2 separate regions of the Mus musculus genome follow, and region 2 is linked to region 1. The links are chromatin contacts, called in public Hi-C maps. All regions are on one chromosome and are shown on one strand. The core of a region is the stretch at or near the end of the contact, and the rest is flanking DNA. Distances in the headings are between cores, read along the strand shown.

Region 1 (2,795 bases), core at 141-2,640:
GGCCTAGAGCCTCAAGTTTGGTTCAGATATGAATCCAGCAGCCAGCTGAATAGAGCTCTTAATAGACTCCATCTGTGTTAGCTAGTTTCCCATTACTGTAACAAAATACCCAGTTTTATAAAGTTATAAGTTATAAGACTTTATAACCAACTTACAAAGACGAAAGGGGCTGGAGAGACGGCTCAGCAGTTGGGAGCAGCTGTTGTGCTTGCAATGGATCAGGTTCCATTCCCAGCACCCGCATGGTGGCTCACAACCATCTGTAACTCTAGTTCCAGGGGATCTGGTGCCCTCTTCTAAACTCCGTGGGCACCAGGCATGCACGTGTTGTACAGACATACATGCAGACAAAAACTCTGACAAACAAAATAAAGTAAATACATCTAAAACAAGGCAAAAATCTTTAGGAAGGGGGAGGGGGAGGGGGAGAGGAGGGAAGGTAGACAGAGGGGGACTAGCTAGGAATGATATAGTAGGCCTGTAATCCCAGTGTCTGGGAGGCTGAGGTGGGAAGGTCTCAAATTCAAGGCCAGCCTGGGCTTACTGCATAGCAAGAAGCTCTCTCAAGCTGGGCGTGGTGGCACAAGCCTTTAATCCTAGCACTCGGGCGGCAGAAGCAGGCAGATCTCTGAGTTCGAGGCCAGCCTGGTCTACAGCGTGAGTTCCAGGACAGCCAGGGCTACACAGAGAAACCCTGTCTCAAAAAACAAACAAACAAACTAACAAAATAAGAAGCTCTCTCAACAAAAACAAGTGGCGTTTGCTTCCGTTTATAGCTTCGGAGGCTTCCAGCCACGGTCAGTAGTCTCACTGCCAACTGTAACCGTGGAAGCTGCTTATCTCACAGCAACCAGGAAGCAACGAGATAGAAGGCAGAACCAGCCTCCCTAGGGCCTCTTGAAGGGCACAGTCCAACAATCTCACTTCCTCCTACTGGCCCTGCCCCTTAAAAATAAATCCCTCTATCTTCCAGTAGCATAATGTGCAAGGAACTGAGTCTTTACCTCAGAAGCTGTGGGGAGGAACTCCAGAGCCAGATGATGTCAGCCTTTGGGGTGGAGGAGTATAAAATCGGGAGGGACAAAGACTCAAGAGTGACGCTCTGAGCTGCACTCGTGCCTCAGTTGCTGGCAGACCTAGTAGGCAATAGCTTCATCGTGCTTGTTCCAGGCTTGCATTCGTTACTTGTCTGCGGCTCTGATAAAACACCATGACCAAGGTAAACTCGTGGGTGAAAAAGAAAAGTTGATTTGGGCTAACGATTCCAGAAGGATGCGGAGTTCATCGTGGCAGAAAGGTGGAAGCACTCAGCAGGCTTAGCAGCTGAGAGCTCGCATCCTGAACCACAAGCTTGAAGCAGGGAAGCCTGCCCCCAATGACATACTTCCTCCAGCGAAGTCCTACCTCCTAAACCTCCCCAAACTGCCAAGTGTTCAAATGCCAGCGCCTATGGGGGACATTCTCTGTCCATCCGCTCTAGGGTTCCTGACGTTTGCCACGCCCAGCGGCTGCCTGCCCGCTCCCAAGGAGGCGGGGGAGGGAGGGGTGAGCAGGGAGAACCGCTGGGTTTATTTTAAACCTATAATTGAAGGTTGCTCGTTAACAACAACAAACCAGTGCTCTCCAAGCCAAAGCTGCCAAAGTCAGTGTCCTAAATAAGGAACACAGCAGTCGCTTCTTTCAGGGGAAGGAAGCTGGAGCCAAATAGGGAAGTGACCTGCCTGGCTTTGACTGTGGGCTGTCCTGAGTCCTGCCTGCCTCTCACAGGAATTGACAACATGGTGAGGGCTGGACCCCAGGCTCTCAGATGAGTGGGGTGGGGAATGTATAGCTGCTCATTAGCCCCGCCTTCCCACAAAGACACCACACAACTCTCTCACATAAATGGTAGTCCTACTATGCATGAAAAAGTTAGGGGCGTCAGGGAAATGGGAAGGGGGATAAAACAAGCAATGAAAACTGAATGCAGCCCCGGATATTGCTTCCGTGGCTCTAATTGTACTACTGGCTAGGCAGAGAGAGGTAGCAGCTCTCTGTGAGTTCAGGACCAGCCTGGTCTACGTAGAGAATTCCAGAACAGTTAGTGCTGTATATAGAGACCCTGTCTCAAAAAAAAGCAAAACCAAACAAAGAAAGAAGCAGCGAAACCCAAAGGCAGTTATCTTACTTTCCATCCAGTTTGCTCACCCTGCAGAGTGCAAGTCTTAGGTTGCCAGTCCAGTGAGCTGAGGAGGAATAAAACCCTTTCCTGTCAGAGCAGGGGTGGAGGAAAGTGACAGGATCTGCCTTGTGAGGGTGAAACTGCCTATCGCACACACAGCCCAGCACGTGCACGGGGTCAGGTGTCTATGACTGGAGGATGTGTGCCCACCAAAAGGACAGTGACTGCATAAAACGAGGACACATGGCTCCGGTCAACTCTGGAGGCAGATGTGGTGTGGTGTGCCCTCCTACCCCAGGTGGCTGGTGAGGCCCCCATTCTCCTGATGCATCACAAGTGCCATTCGACAGATGTTTTTTTTTAAAGCTCTGCAGTGATGGCTCACACCTGCTATGTCAAGATGGAACATCAGAAGTGTGTCTTTGGAGCTGGTGAGATGGCTCAGTGGTTAAGAGCACTGACTGCTCTTCCGAAGGTCATGAGTTCAAATCCCAGCAACCACAGGGTGGCTCACAACCATCCATAATGAGAAACACATTTAAAAGACCAATGGGCCCAAGGGAGCAGGGGTGGGGGTGGGGGCAGAGAATGTTTAAAGAAAGAAAGAAAGAAAGAAAGAAAGAAATGTGTCTCT
Region 2 (2,795 bases), core at 196-2,695, 590 kb before region 1:
AGATGAGAAAAGAAACTTTCAACACACACTACATTTTAATCATAAACAGAACAAAAGCTTGCAGAATTGGTAAGCAAGCAGCCTAATAGATAATGTCTAAATAAGGCCTGTTTGTTATTGTCTGGTGAAAGATACAGAGGAATGGCTGCCACATCTGACCTTGGACTATTGGCTGTTCAAGCACACCCAGAAACTCTATCTCAAACATCAAAGTAAATATTTCCATTGTTGTCAAGAAAAGCTAATGGACTCAAAACTTCCTGGAGAGCTAAATTGGAAAAAAAATATTATAAGCCTCACAAGAAGGTCTCAAATGTAATTGCTAGCACCTACCAAAGCCAAGGCCGAGAATACAAGGCTCCATTGCCTAACTCCTTCTGCTCTTGTCAAATCACCCCACTTTGTCCTTTTCCTTACATATCCAACCAACTTGGGCATGTCCACTAACACAGACACCAGTTATCTGAACTCCTTAATAAATAAAACACAATTCTTAACATGACAGCTTACACCTGGAATTGGGTGTGTCCAACTTCAAGACATTGCAACAAAATTCATGTCGGAGGATGGGACAATTGAGTTACAAAAAAAAAGTTCACCAAAAGAAATCCCATAATGTCATACATATATGAATGTAGGTCAACAATATGTCTGTCTTGGACATTCTGGCGTATTTGTGGAGCAGAGCTGCAGATACCAGTGGGGCTTAGAGAGAGCAAGATCCCATTGAATACCAGCTCTGGTGATTTTCTCATGCTGTATACTTTATTATTTGCCTGGGATCTCAGGGGCTGGATTGACTAAGGTGGTGGCCCAGAAGATGACACCTTGACTTTGGTACTTTGAACAGTGTGTTTTGGGGGAAGATGGAACTTTCAATAGGAACTGGTGGGAAAAAAATCAAAATGATTTTGGAAATTCAATTCTTAAGTTGAGGATAGTGAGGTACGGGGGTACCTCTCTAGCCTTCTCGTTGGCTCTGTCTCAGGTAGTCCAGTAGATATGTCAACAAGTCATAGGGTCTCTGGGATCCCTGAAGCCTCTGTGTTTCCTGCTGGATAATTGAAGTCCACAGAACTCACTCAAATTTCTCTACTGTTCTAGTTTCATTACATCACTGTGGTTTATTTGGTTTATAATTCCAGTCCTCGGCTTACAATTCCAGTCTGTCACTGAAGGGAAGTCAAGGCAGAAACACAGTAACCTGTCATCTCTCATCTACAGCCAGGACAGAAAGAGCAAGACGGTTCCTCACTTGCTTACTCCCTACAAAACTAGCACTCTTAACTCTTTTCTAATTTATGGGTTGGCTCATAAAACTGAGCTGCCCACAGTGGGATGAGCCAATCAACAACTGTCTTAATTAGGGTCGATACTGTTGTGATGACTCACCATGACCAAAGCAACTTGGGGAGGAAAAACTTTATTTGGCTCACATTTCCATATCACTGTTCATCATCAAAGGAAGTCAGGAGAGGAAGTCAAACAAGGCAGGAACTAGAGGCAGGAGCTGATGAAGAGGCCATGAAGGCATTCTGCTTGCTGGTTTGCTCTCCTCAGTACTTTCTCAGCTGACTTCCTTACAGAACCCAAGACCACCTACCCCTCGTGGTCCTACTCACAATGGTCTGGACCCTTCCTCATCAGTTGCTAATTTAAAAAATGCTCTACATCCTGCCTATAGAATCATCTTAAGGTGGCATTTTCTCAGTTAAGGCTCCCTCCTCTCCAGTGACTCTAGCTTGTGTCAAGTTGACATAAAATTAAAATTAGCTAGTACAACTCTCCAAGACAAAGCCACAGGTTAGCATGATCTAGATTATTCCTCAATAGACTTTTCCCCTGGGTGATTCTAAGTAATGACAAGTTGGCATTAAGACTAACCATCACACCAAGTTTTACAATCTTTTGTTTGTGTGTGTGTGTGTGTGTGTGTGTGTGTGTGTGTGTGTGTGTGTGTGACCTGCCCTTACCTCTAGTTCTACTACTTGGATTTAAAACCTGTTGGAAATTGACTGACTTTCTCCCACAGGGGAGGAATTCTCTTTTAAAAATCACTCCCACCAACCTTCTTTGAGCTTGTGTCTAAAGCCAGCTTCAATCTTCTGTATTTCCTGCTCTGGGAAGGCAAGCTCTCTCTCCCTTCTTTATCTTCTCTCTTCCCTTCTTTTTCCTACTATGCACGTTGCCCTCCTTGATCTCCCTCTCTCTACCTCTTTCTTTTTCCCTGACACACACCCTCCAGGGCTTATACTTGACCTCACTCTAAGGCCCCAAACACCAACTTTCCCCCTAATGGATTAAACCTTTGTTTTCATTCTTACTTCTTCTTGAGATCTGGTTTTGCTTCCTGTATGTGCTGTTAGCAGGAAAAAAAAAAGCTGACCCAGAAGAATGCTAATGCAAGGGCTAAGGATGCTAATGTGCTTGGCCACTTTCCAATAAATAAATTAGTGAAAGGTTTATATCTTCCATAGTAAAACTCTAATTATCTCTCTCCTATAGTCTCTCCCTTCATACCTGGCTTAACCACACCTCTCCAGAATGCCCTCAGAGTCCCTAGTTTGCCCTTCCTCTGGCTTCTCACAGTCTATTGTATATGTATCATTATGCCTCTATCATCCTTAATCAGTGTAGACGTTAAGGCTCTATTAGGGTAGCTGTAGAAGTGGCTCAATAAACACTCATACATTTACTACTTCTGCTTCATCTACAATTCCCTATCCCCACTCCCTTCCTTGTCCTGCAAAGGTCCCTGCCCATAAGAAAGTAATGCCTTAGGCCAATGCTTCTTC

Evidence for each region. Hi-C and Micro-C count contacts between places; a contact is called where the count stands out from the background.
Region 2: a Hi-C map of bone marrow-derived macrophages shows a contact between it and region 1, with 17 read pairs. The contact joins two enhancer-like sites. A contact is called at or near these places in 1 of 15 datasets of contacts at CTCF or cohesin (large pre-B cells), 1 of 484 Hi-C or Micro-C datasets (bone marrow-derived macrophages) and 2 of 115 datasets of contacts at active chromatin or transcription factors (large pre-B cells and microglia).

Annotation. Positions count from the first base shown.
Region 1 is chr13:37,957,806-37,960,600 of GRCm38.p6, forward strand. No RefSeq gene overlaps it. Among named protein-coding and RNA genes, the nearest start is that of Gm52041, 7.1 kb to the right of the region's middle. Within about 2 kb of position 1,391, at least 83 of the 459 cell types and tissues checked have an H3K27ac peak or open chromatin away from gene starts, as enhancers often do. A contact at or near this core is called in bone marrow-derived macrophages, where this site is marked.
Region 2 is chr13:37,368,481-37,371,275 of GRCm38.p6, forward strand. All of the region lies in intron 1 of Ly86 (lymphocyte antigen 86), which reads left to right. Among named protein-coding and RNA genes, the nearest start is that of Ly86, 25 kb to the left of the region's middle. Within about 2 kb of position 1,446, at least 2 of the 459 cell types and tissues checked have an H3K27ac peak or open chromatin away from gene starts, as enhancers often do. A contact at or near this core is called in bone marrow-derived macrophages, where this site is marked.